Linked DNA regions of Mus musculus: regions 2 and 3 are each linked to region 1. A link is a contact called in public Hi-C and promoter capture Hi-C data. All regions are on one chromosome and are shown on one strand. The core of a region is the stretch at or near the end of the contact, and the rest is flanking DNA. Distances in the headings are between cores, read along the strand shown.

Region 1 (4,135 bases), core at 1,162-3,661:
TGAGAGGGGAAAAATAATTCCGATAAAGGGACCGTTAATATTGAGTTAATCCCTCTATGAAGGAAAAGCAAAAATATTTAAACAAGAACCAAGCAAACAAACAAACAAACAAAAAAGTTAGCTCATGTTGCGATGGTGGAGTCCCACCAGTCATTCCTTGGAACTCTGTTGCACTTGATCCTGGTGCCCCCCACCACCACCCCAAAAAGCTGTAGGCTAGGGGGCTTTGACTTCAGCCAGATCGCTCAGCCTGGGCTGCTGGTGTCCAGTTGGGCCCACCCTGCCACCTGCCAAGACCTGCCAAGGTGTATAGCAGAAAATTCCTCCCACCCCCTTCAGAAGTCCCACTCAACACATCTCTGAACCCTGGCTTCTAAAATAATTAACAGGGATTTTTCCCTTCACTTGGATGAGCTATGTTCAAATGTTGCAGAGCTGTAGCTCTGAATATTTTGCTCCTTTGGATCTTAACAAGCATCTCAGTAATTATACAAAATGCTTTGTTGTCGAAGGACTGACAAGAAGAGCCCATGTTAATTTCCATCCCTTTATGGTGGCAACCCTTGGGTAAGAGAACTGAATTTCCTAAACCCCTAATTTCTATTATTTATTTATTTATTTATTTATTTATTTATTTTTAAAGATTTATTTATTTATGTGAGTACACTGTAGCTGTCTTCAGACACACCAGAAGAGGGCATCAGGTTTCGTTACGGATGGTTGTGAGCCACCATGTGGTTGCTGGGATTTGAACTCGGGACCTTTGGAAGAGCAGTCGGCGCTCTTAACCACTGAGCCATCTCTCCAGCCCCCTAATTTCTATTTAAAGAAAATCTTTCTTACCTCCTCCGAGGGTCATCGTCGGCCTCACATTTCAGTGCCGTGGTGACTCCCCTGCTGGCTTTACAACAGTCAGGGACAAAACAATCAAGGTTACAGTAAGAATGAAACTCAACCGGATTTATTGTAACCAGCACTGGACCAGGACTTCAAGAGTCTGGCCCAGGTCCTTCTCCTTTAGCCATATTTAAGCACCGCAGAATTACTGAGGGGAAGTGTTCAGATAACAATTAACTCAGCTCCGTGAAGGCCACAAAGCTTAAAACAGGTTTACATTGAAGCTCTTGGCTAAGTACCTATGGCTTCATCTGTAAGATGGTTTCTTGCTGAAACAATGTTCGAGATAATGGTCTAGGGATCTTGACTAAGGTAAACATAGCATCTGTGGGAGCTAAGGTTGGCCTGGCCCTAAGATCACACAGAAGTCACTTACACTGTTGTGAATGAAACGCAAGAGACATCAATCATAACATTTAGGAGGAAAGGGTCTGGAATAAGTAAAAGCAGTAAGCCTGGAAGATATGACAGAGTCTGCCTCATCAGACAGCAAAGAATCACCAGACTGTAAAACTACATCACTCCAGCCATTCCAGGAAGAGCAGCCATGCACCTCATACCATGGACCAGATTCACTGCCAGAAACTTTCCTGATTTCTCCACCCTGCTTATCTGTGTGCACAAGGCCTTTTTGTTTTCTACACCAGAGCTTATTTAGTTCTCATGGGTCCTTGGACTCCAGGGCACAGCCTCACCTTCACAGATAACCACCCTCTTTTGGAAGGTGGTCCCTACTCTGAGGTTTTGTTATTCTTAGAATCCATGGTAGCCAGGCGTGGTGGAACCTGCCTTAAATCCCAGCACTTGGGAGGCAGAGGCAGGCAGATCTGTGAGTTCAAGGCCAGCCTGGGCTAAGGTGTGAGTTCCAGGATAACAGGGCTACACAGAGCAACCCTGTCTGGAAAAAAACAAGCAAGCAAACAAACAAACATATCCAAAGTGACTCTATGGGAAATGACTTATTTCCATGCCTTCAGGGGAGGAGACACAAAATGAAGATAGCGGTGTCAGGCTCCCACCCTGCTTTTAGGTACCTTGTAGACCCAAGTGAAGAGTCTGGGTTTTTTGTTTTTGTTTTTGTTTTTTTTTTTTTTTTAACCAAAACAGCCTCCACCTGACTGCTTCAGTAGAATACCGGGTACTGATTCTGAATGGCACTAGACTATACTCAGCTGTCCCTTCCCACAATCACCAAACATAGTGGGGGGTGGGGGGCAGTGTTTGGATGGCTCAGTACAAGAGCTGCATGGGTACCTGGCTTTAAAGCGGCCAAAGTCAGACGCGTAGGCAGCTAGCCTAGGTCTGAGCCTGACAGTGGTGTTTGGCTCTGGACTCCCAAGGTTGGGCTCAGAGCTCCAGCAGTGGGTTTCAGGGGCACAGATGCTGCTGTTTAACCTACACCTCCCGAGCTTCCTTGGAGCTCGCAGACAGAGGGCAGGGGGCGGGACCCAGCTGCTGTTTACAGATTGCCTGGGTCTTGCAGGGGGAGGAGCCTGTTCAACACCGGTTTCCTGCCTTTCTTGGTACCTGTGGCTAAACTTCCAGTCCCGTTCTGCCTGAGGTAACCCAGAGCCGAGGTTGCCTGACCACTGCATCTGCTGCTGCCCAGGGCTTTGTTCAACTTCCTGTGGGAACGCTTCAAGTCAAGTCGTCTGACCCTGTTGATCGCTGGAATCATGGTAGGAATGATAGGGGGTCTGTGAGACCGCCAGTAGATACAGCCGGCTGTGTCCAGGCTGCATCTGTGAGCCAAGTGAGGGAAGGTAAAGTCAGACCAAGGCTGGGGCCATCAGAGGGGCCACTGGGGATCCCCCAAGTGAACTTGGGGAACGGTTGGGGTGTTAGAAGAGATATGAAAGTGGAAGGCTTGGGCTGACCTCTTAATGCCTTCACTGGGCTTCTGTGTGAACTTAGGGAAGACCCTGACTGCTCTGAGCCTTAATTTTGACAGCTAAAAGAAGACTAATGTCCTGTTTCGTGACATTATTGTAAGATCTAATAAGCCAGGACACACAGAAGACCCACCGTATCTGGCTGGCTATACAGTGGTGTGCAGAAAACATGATTCTGATTCCCAGGCTAGAGGCTAAGATGCTACCACCATGGAACACCTAAGGGATACCCCTTCCCTGCCAGGGAAGTCAGACCCCAGCCCTTGCCTCCAGCGCCTTCTCCTCCAGCCCTTTCTCAGACCGCCCTACTTATCTGCTGGGCCATCCATAATGCGCACCTGGAGCAGGAATTGACCCGAGTCCTGGCTTATCAGGATTTGTCCTTGTCTTTGATCCCATCTATCGCTTTGGCCTTCAGAATGGGCAGAATTCCCACCATTCTGACCTGGAGTGATCAAAGATAGCATTAGGATGCTGGGTGTGGGCTGCCAGCTTCTGAGCAGCCGGTGCTGTTTGATCTTCCTAGTGGCCCTTGACCTAAGAACCATAGTAGCCAAAGGGAGCTGGGGCTCTCTGTGCTGTGGCCATGTCCTCTCCTCTTTGTGTCTACGGGGTTTGGGGTTGGTGATGTGACATACAGAGAGGACAGTGACTGCTTGCCTACTGAGACCTGGCTTTCTTCCTGGTATAGGTCCATGGGTACAAAGGGGTCCAGTTCCAAAACTGGGCGAAGACCTATGGCTGCAGTCCAGAGATGTACTACCAGCCCACATCAGTGGGGGAGGTCAGAGAGGTAGGTGCCCATGAACACCACATGGGCTGCCCGGCCTGCAGCCACAACCCTCGCTCTGGAAGACGCTGGATGTGAGGCTTCCTGCTGGCCTGGTTGGGTAAAGGCAAGGCTCTTCTTCCTGCTTTCCCCAGCTCCAGGTCTGCTCCGCAGCCTGTTGTAATGTTCTATGCCCACTTCAAGCCTATACAGCAGTATACCAGGGGCAGCCATGTCTACACTCACCTCTCCAACCTGACCTCTGTAATAAACTCCATGCACACATACACACGTGTGCATATATTTGTGCGTGCTTGGGCACAGGCAGATGTGCTAGCATACATGCCTGTAGACCTATGCACGTGCACACCCATGTACACACCTAGGTGCATATGCATACATATACACATGCACAAACACCTATGCACAGGTACACATACAGTCTGGAATGCACAGATACCTGTGCAAATACAATTTAAGCACAAGCCTGTGCACACACATGAACATCTACATATATGCATGAATACTTTTTTTTTTTTTTTTTTTTTTTTTTTTTGGTTTTTTTTTGAGACAGGGT
Region 2 (4,135 bases), core at 1,150-3,649, 130 kb before region 1:
CACTGTGAGATAGGGACAGAAAAGAAAGAGTGAGTCTGCATGAAGTCAAGGAGGTGAGCCTGTGGCTTTCCCTTCACCTCCCATCAAATGGGCAGCACTCCACATCATGTAGCCTCAGTACAGGGGTTACATACATAAGAAGCCCATCACAAACCCCATAGATTAACGCAGATTGGTGCTTAACGCAGCACCAATATGGCACTCTGTTTGCATAATAACGCATCAGGCAAACAGCAAATACTCCTGGTGTCTTCCTGACTTTAAGTCAGGGAGTGAGGGTTGCCCCAGCTGAGCAAAAAAAGCTCAGACCTAGAAACCAGTCTCAGCCAGAACCAAAGAGCCTCAGGTAGTATGGGGCGACGGGGCGGGGTGGAGGGGTGGTGTGATGGGAGATGGCTGAGAGGGGCTTCACCCACTGCTATGAGCCTGGCTGACAGTGAGATCTTTTTTCCTTTTCATCCACTTTTACAACGAGCTACTAATGCCCACGAGAACATCTCCCACGCAGGGTACCACCCTAAGTTCTTAAATCATCAGCTCTGACCAGTTCTCTTCAGCTGTGCAAAGCTCTGCAAAACTGTCTGCTGGGATTGATTATGTCTTTTGCACTGTGTTTTGCATAATAACTTCTCTCCACTCAGGGGCTCTGCTGTCTGAGCAGGCAAAGAACTACCTTATAAAAGACCAGACAAATCTTCAGCTGCCATTGGAATAGAAAGTACAGCCATGACCATAGCTACTGTGTGCATACCCACCTATCTGCCCTAGCCTGTGTGCTACGTGTAAGCTTCCCTCATCCCCACAGTGATCTTGAGTGCTCTATGATGCTGTTTGCATGTTGAGGTCAGGAACTCTGAAGCTTGGGACATTCTAAGGCAACAAAGCTGCTAGTACTAGAGTTGAAACAGCCTTTTATCTTCACCCTGTGGTGCTGGCCATCCAGCCAATGACCTTAAGTGCCCCCTGTACCCTTGAGAATGATATGAGCTGGCCTTCAGGGGAGTCTACTCTATAGCCTGTGGGCACACGATGGTGCGATGAAGTCCTAGTGGTAGTGGTGGTACCCACTCACCTGCTGGCATCAGAAGCAGACACCAGAGATAAAGATGTATCCAGAACTGGAAAGCAGGATGGGAGGGGGCCATGGCTTCAGAGGGTCCTGGTTTCTGTTGGACTACAAGGAGCTGGCTTCTTCAAGGCCCTGTCTCTCTGCAGCTGAATAAACAAGGGAAGACTCTTAGGGCCAAGTGATGTGACATCTAGTGTCTTTGTCTTTCGTATTCCATAACGGTTTAGAAGCGAGAAAATGGCTGTCAATGGGCCTGCCTGGTTTATGGGGCACCTAGGCTGCTCAGCTTCACGGAGGAGATAGACTTCCCCTTTTTTTGAGAGCCATTGGATTGTTAGCCACTTAGCTAACTAGCTAAGACATGACTGACCTTCACAGAGGAAGGTGCTAGCCTCCCTGCCATCGTGGTCTCAACTTTTCATCTATAAAGTGGGGCTAACCACATTGGACAAGGCGTTCAGCAGCAGTATTTGACTACTAGCGACAATGACCCAAAGATGCAGGCAAGCAAATGCCATCAGTGTTGAGCGATGGAGTGACGGACAGCATACCAAAACAATGAAGGCATCAAAAGGAATCAAGTACTAACATGACATTTGCAGTTGCTGGAATGGACTTTAAAAGCTTGCTATGTGAGAGAAGCCAGCCACATACTGAATGAGTCTGTTGACAAGTGACCTCTGGGACTTGCTGGCCACCCAGCCAAACCTACTCATTTGAGCCCTAGTCCCAGTGAGAGACCCTGTCTAAAAAATAAAAACAACACCTGAAGAACATCTGAGGCTGGGGCCTCTGAACATATGTGCACATATGTGCAACTCCACACACATGCACCTGGACACACACACACAGAGTTTAAATATCCAAATGTCCGTGTGCGGTACCCTGTGTATATGGACTAGAGATAGAACACTGGCTCTTAGCACAGACATGTTATTTCCCTTTGACCGTAATGAGAATGTTCTGGATATTCTGAGATGTTTTGGAATGGTGATAGGCACACTGCATTCCTAAAACTCTGAATGCCATTCATAGTTTAATATTGTGTGTTCTTAACAATGGCTTCACAAATATGTGTAAGAAGATGAATTAAACATAGAACTGGCCACATTCATGCAGGAATCGGGAACCATCATTGTTACCAATGGATCTGTGAAGCTGTTTTCCCATCTTCATCCTTTAGTCTATCCTACACTGTCCCAAGTGACCCAGCCGAGAGTCTAGCCCCACCAGCTGCTGCTGTCTCCCCTCCAAACTGTCACTGTCCTGCACTGTGTTCCTTACCCCATCCAGAGTCTGCAAGCGTGACTTTGAGTCCAGGCCATATCATTAACAGCTCTGAGAGTTCAGCTTATCTGTAGGGTAGCTATGACCTACCTCCCAGAACAGGTTCATAGTCCAGTGGAGTCATAGGAGTCTGTATGTGAGCTCCAGAACACTGAGGAGGGGGGCCAGGCACTGGGTTGCTCTGTGGATGTCAGTGCCCTGTGACCCAATGGGAACACATAGTGACTGTCTATGCCAAGTAGAGAAAGAGTGAATGGGGGAACGCCAACATGCTGCAGTGTATGGGACATGTTTACTACCATAACTGATAGCTCCAGGGTGTGTTTGGTGGAAAAGCCTCCTCACCCCTCCCCCTGCTCATGAGATTTCAGTTCAGAGGCTTATTAAAATTTGAGATTTTCGGCCCCTGACCCACAGCCCCACCACCACCACATTCAACCTCTCCACACAGCCAGATCCTGCACACACACACACAGAGAGAGAGCCGTCTCAACTGATATTTTTACAATGGAACTCTTGCTCAGCCTGCTCTCTTATAGAACTCAGGACTATCAGCCCAGGGATGGCACCACCCACAATGGGCCCTCCCACTTGATCACTTCCAGGGAAATTGATTAGAACCAGCTTGTTCTTTTCTTTACATTTTCCCCTGTGTGCCTGCAGTCACCTGTGCTCTCTGGGGGCCTAGATGAGAGGCACTTTTAACTTAAAAAAAAAAACCAAAACCTTTTTATTGGTTCTTTGTGAATTTCACATCATGTACCCAAGTCCCACTCATTTCTCCATCCCTTCATACTTGCCTTCCACCCTTGCAACCTCCCCCCACCACAAAAGGAAAGAAAAAAAATCTTCTGGAAGCTGCACTGTGTCACGGTGTGTCCTGCAGTATACCCTTTGCCCACACTTGTGTGCTTGCATGTGTTCATTGCAATGAGTCATTGGTTTGAGGCCTCTGGCTTCTGCTACATTATCAATACCGGAACCTCCCTGGGACTCCTCTCGGATAACCTGTCGTTGCCTGTGTGATGGAGATCTTGTAGTTTTGGATCTGTCTGACGGGTCCCTTGGCAGGCTCTAGTGGTTCATGGATGGGGTAGATGTTGGGGTGGGCCAAGTCAAAGCCCTGATCTGGGCCTGAGAGGTATCTGAGCTGGCCAGCCTGCCTGCTCTCCCTCACCACACACCAGGCTTTCTATTCCTGCCCCGGGCTAGGTCATCCAATGCCACCACCAACAAGGAGCAAAGCCAGCTCTCCTGCTCTTGTGACCTCAGGGCGACTCACCTGCAATACCCACAACCAGGCACAGCTCTACTTTGCTGCCCAGGTGCAGGTAGGGGTTCAGGGTCTGCTCTTCCAAATGTTGCAGGTGGGGGACTGGGCCAGTTCTTACACGCTCATGACCTTGGGGCCAGTCCTCCTACCTGCCATAGGTGGGGGGGGACAAAGCGGGGAAAGTGTAGCAGGAGGGCATGCCTCCCTCACCTGTGCCACTGCACAGCAGACAAGTTGTAGCACCCAACTTTCCCTAGCTTCCACCTCTCGGGGCTGGCTCACCTGCACCCCCACTACCAGGGTCAGCACTACTGTGCAGGCCTGCTCTCCTGGGTGCTGTAGCCAGTGACGGCAGAACCAGCTCTCCCACTCTGATGGCCTCAGAGCCAGCTCTCCTGCCTGCCAAAGGTGCCAAGGGTGGGGGAGGGGAGAGCATCTCTCCCTTGCCCAGAGACTTTTTAAAAACTTCTTGACACTTTTCTACATGTCTACATTTTCTAAATCTC
Region 3 (4,135 bases), core at 480-2,979, 140 kb after region 1:
GCCTCCTGTCCTGTACCTCTGCCTCTTATTTCCATGGCCATACAGGGCGCCAGACCCTTAACTCATCACCGTCACCCACCCAAAGCCTGACAGTCAGGCCACTGGGTCTGTGACTCTCACCAACAACCCTCTTCTCTGTCCTCTGGTGACTCGTGTGTTCTTGCTGCCAGCACCTTCAGGGGGACCCCCACTCCCGGCCCACCTGCTCCTTCCCACCCATATGCCCTTCTTCAGCAGACTGCCCTACACCCCCAGACCATACCAACACCCTCCTCAGTACATCTATTTGCTCAGTCCTACACTCAGCGCCTTCCCCTTTCTACTGTAACCCCTCACCTCTTATCAGACACCCACACACATACCAGGCTCTTTGACCCACCTTACCATGGCACCCCTTTCACATCTGTTTCCTTGCTAGGGGTCTGAGCCCAGAGACACTGACTCGGCCTTCATCAACAACTTATGCTCATTCTAAGGGGTCACTCAGCAGTTCCATCTGCAGTATGGCTATGCTATTCCAGATGGAGAAAGTGGACCAGCTGCAGTCCTTCTGGCTGTCACTTTCCCTGCGACTTCATGATTCATCTCTCCCACAGGTGTGCTTTCGATTCCATCCCCAGGTCCTCGACCCCACTCCTGCTGCTCAAAGTCACATGTGATGTCATCTGCCAGTCTCTCCAAGCTGACCGTTAAGGACTTTGCCCCCATCCCTTCTCTGCAGTACAACTGGCCCCTAACATGAGGCTACATTGGTGGGCTCTAGCTTCCTGGCCCATGTGAAGGATACCTAGGTATTGAGAACCTGACCTTTCAAGTGCCTCTGTCAAGTATGAAAAGCAAGGCAAAGGATCTGAATTTGTGATTCTGATTTTCCAAAGGTCACCGGTGAATTCCCAGGACTCTAGAGAGGGTGAGTTGGCCATCGGTAACAGGTGAAATCATGCAATCCAAGGACCCACTTTATGTGCACAGTCCCTAAACCTTGCTTCCTTTCCTTCAAGGCTGCAGGACTGGTATACCAGGAAGATGCCAAAAGTACTTACCTTCACTTGAAACAAGATGTGTTTTAATAGCCATGTGGGCAAGGAGGAAATTATCGCCTAGATTCAGACAAAATCAGGAGGATTTGTAACTGGTGGCGTGTGCTAAATAATGCTGAATATTGGCTTGATCTCTGTAGGAGGAGATGTTCGGTAAAGCTGGTCCGAGACCAGCTGCGTTTGATGCTTTCCCAGTTTCCTAATGACAGTATAGTCAGGGCATTTACAGACACATAGGTAATATGCAAAAGGCATTTACAGACATGTAGATAATACAGGCAGAACACTTGCAGACATGTAGATGATATAGACAGGACACTTACAGACACATAAATAACGTAGGCAGAACATTTACAGACACATAGATAATATAGACAGAATGTTTACAGAATGTAAACAATATAGACAGGGAGTTTACAGACATATAGATGACGGTTATGAGTGTGATTATGGGGCTGGGGAGGTAGGTCGGCTGATAAAGTGCTTGTTGTAAAAGCATGATGACTGGAGTGCGATCTCCAGGATCCAAGGTTCATGCTGTAACCCTAAGGCTGGACTAGCAGAGCCCAGGCACATTAGTTCATGCTGTAACCTCAAGGTCAGGCTAGCAGAGGCCAGGTACAGTGGTTCATGCTGTAACCTCAGGGTCAGACTAGCAAAGCCCATGTATAGCGGCTCATGCTGTAACCCAGGGTCAGGTTAGCAAAGCCCAGGTACAGTGGTTCATGCTGTAACCCCAGTGCCAAAGTAGCAGAGCCCAGGCACAGAGGTTCATGCTGTAACCCCAAGACTAGGCTAGCAGAGTCCAGGTACAGTGTTTCATGCTGTAACCCCAGGGCTGGCTAGCAGAACCCAGGTACAGTGGTTCATGCTGTAACCCCAGTGCCAGAATAGCAGAACCCAGGTACAGTGGCTTACATTAAAATCTCAATGCCAGTCCACATGAGTCGGCAAGCTCCAAGCCATTGAGACAGTGTGACCACCCCTTCCAAAAACAAAAAACCAAGATGGCTGACAGCTGAGGAGCAACACCTAAAGTTGACCTCTGTCCTCCACACATTGAACATACATACATGGGTCTGCACACATAATAGCACACGTGTATGCCCACACTCCACACAGTGATCTTAGAATGACTAATTAGAATTCAAATCAGCTCATTGATGGATTCCAACAAGGAAAATCCATCAAAGACAATATTGAGAGCCAGCAGTGGTTGACACAGGCCAATAATGTCAGCAACCGCAGAGGTTAATGCAAGAGGACCGAGTGTTCAAGACCACTCTAGGGTCCAGAGCTTCTGAGAAGACCTTCTCACAAACAACCAACAGATGAACAATGTTCAGAGAAGTTATGGAGAAAAATGACAATCGGTTTTGTCTGAAGGTCAAAGTAAGAAGAAACTAACTGTGAGTCATTTTGAGGAATGTCCATGGGGGAGTGGAAGATGGAGAAAAGCAAGGGAAAAGTTACAAAAAAAGTAAAGAGCTGTAGGAATGGAGGGAAAGTGTCCAAAGTAGGCTTAGGGGCAGGAGCAGGGAGGTGCTGTTCCGATCTTGGTCAGAGATGTCCATCATTGTGGTAACTCTTTAAATGACTGTATTTGTTCACATACTCTTTTGTATATTTGTTGCTAATTTTTTTTTAAAAGGGATACTTTTAAAGCCTTAAAGGGCAGGAAATCTCAAATCCCAGAGTAACCCAGTCAGGCAGAGCATTTGATTGACAACGTGAGCCACAAGAGTCAATCCTCTCTTGGCTCTCATGCCCCTCCATGCATCTCAGGTCCTGGCTGGCGACCCTGCAGAGCTTGAGGGGGTGTTCTCTCAGAGGACTCAGGCAAACAGGAGTAGTTGGGGGGCCCACAACCCCACATGATGTGAGGAGCCTGCTTTCCCCTGCTTTCGTATTGGATCATAACAAATGAAGGGTTTAGGAGCAGCCACAGGTGGCAGCTGACAGCTGTTTTCAAACCCTCCAAGCTGTTATTTGGCAGAGGAATCTGGCCTGGTCTCTGCAGTGCCAGATGCCAGGGTGGCCACTAGCTGAATCCACTGTGCGGCAGGCCCTGGATAAATAACATAACTTCCTAATAAGAGAATACCGGTATGAAGTCCTGAGCTCCTGTCCCAGACAAGGCTCAGACTTCCTCTTTAGGCAAAGGGTACCACAAAAGAGTAAGGCAGCTCAAATAATCCCTGAAGTCCCTTCACCTCCCATCCATGAGATGAGACTGCAATCTTTGTACATTGTGTGCACAAAGAAAGACAGAAGCTGACTCCAGAACGAGAGCCTTGTTTCTAAATACAATGTACCAAGTCTTCTTGGAAGCAAAATTGTTTGTTTGTTTGTTTGTTTGTTTGTTTGTTTAATCAGTGAGTGGTGTTGTATTTCTATTATTCCAATGATAACATGGTCTGAGACTCCACTGCTGCCCAAGAGCATAGGTTGTCCAGATCATTGCAGGATGCTGTGTTCAATCTCTGGACTATCTGCAGGAGTGTGATCCAGAGGCATAAGGCTTACCAGAAACAGAAGCTGAGACCAGCTTGCTCTCTCCTGCCCTCTGCTGGGCATCCCCTCCATCTCTTATTTGTGCAGGACGCTGATGATACCTGATTCAGATGGTGCAAATCAAGAGCGTCTGTCCCCAAGAGATTCATCCATCTGAGGCCTTTACAATGTTCTAGACAATGACAAACTTTCAGATAAGGGCTTGGAGAAAGCTCAACATTCAAATTGACAAGATCCTGTTCAAAAGTGAGTGGTGGCTTTGTGGGAAATTCACAGCTCCCAGCTCATGAGCTATGGAAGAGCTTGGAGCCAACCTATAAAAATGTGGACATTTTATCTAGAACTCTAGATTTTTAATACCATATTAGTGAATGTTCATGACGTCTTAAAATATAGAAGTAGTTTGTACAACTGTAGTCCTGTTACAAGACATGGCAATGTGGGTCCTGCCAAGTGACAGCAAAGCCAGTCACCTCCATAGCCTTTTAAGGCACAACTCAAAATGGACACACAGAAGTAAATCCATAGACCTCCAGGGATAGTTGCAGTTCCTCAATACCCAGAGTCCTTCAAGACCTATG

Evidence for each region. Promoter capture Hi-C pulls out the DNA fragments that hold promoters and counts their contacts. Hi-C and Micro-C count contacts between places; a contact is called where the count stands out from the background.
Region 2: a promoter capture Hi-C map of liver shows a contact between it and region 1. The contact joins the promoter of Chrna2 here to the promoter of Gulo in region 1. A contact is called at or near these places in 14 of 39 promoter capture datasets (the 3T3-L1 cell line, 3T3-L1-derived adipocytes, the C10 cell line and 8 more), 26 of 484 Hi-C or Micro-C datasets (the AML12 cell line, B cells, DN3 thymocytes and 17 more), 6 of 115 datasets of contacts at active chromatin or transcription factors (the 230-238 cell line, bone marrow-derived dendritic cells, fetal liver and 3 more) and 4 of 9 other capture datasets (adipose tissue, embryonic stem cells, liver and 1 more).
Region 3: a Hi-C map of liver shows a contact between it and region 1, with 2.8 times the contacts expected there. The contact joins the enhancer-like site here to the promoter of Gulo in region 1. A contact is called at or near these places in 5 of 39 promoter capture datasets (the 3T3-L1 cell line, embryonic stem cells, liver and 1 more), 1 of 484 Hi-C or Micro-C datasets (liver) and 2 of 9 other capture datasets (adipose tissue and liver).

Annotation. Positions count from the first base shown.
Region 1 is chr14:66,007,486-66,011,620 of GRCm38.p6, reverse strand. It overlaps Gulo (gulonolactone (L-) oxidase), which reads left to right and starts at 2,411. Exons shown (of 12, transcript NM_178747.3): 1 at 2,411-2,576; 2 at 3,481-3,582. The coding sequence starts at 2,574.
Region 2 is chr14:66,139,224-66,143,358 of GRCm38.p6, reverse strand. Chrna2 (cholinergic receptor, nicotinic, alpha polypeptide 2 (neuronal)) reads right to left here and starts at 2,399. Exons shown (of 7, transcript NM_144803.2): 1 at 2,354-2,399; 2 at 1,073-1,215; 3 at 1-2. The coding sequence starts at 1,145.
Region 3 is chr14:65,871,050-65,875,184 of GRCm38.p6, reverse strand. No RefSeq gene overlaps it. Among named protein-coding and RNA genes, the nearest start is that of Gm41181, 30 kb to the left of the region's middle. Within about 2 kb of position 1,729, at least 13 of the 459 cell types and tissues checked have an H3K27ac peak or open chromatin away from gene starts, as enhancers often do. A contact at or near this core is called in liver, where this site is marked.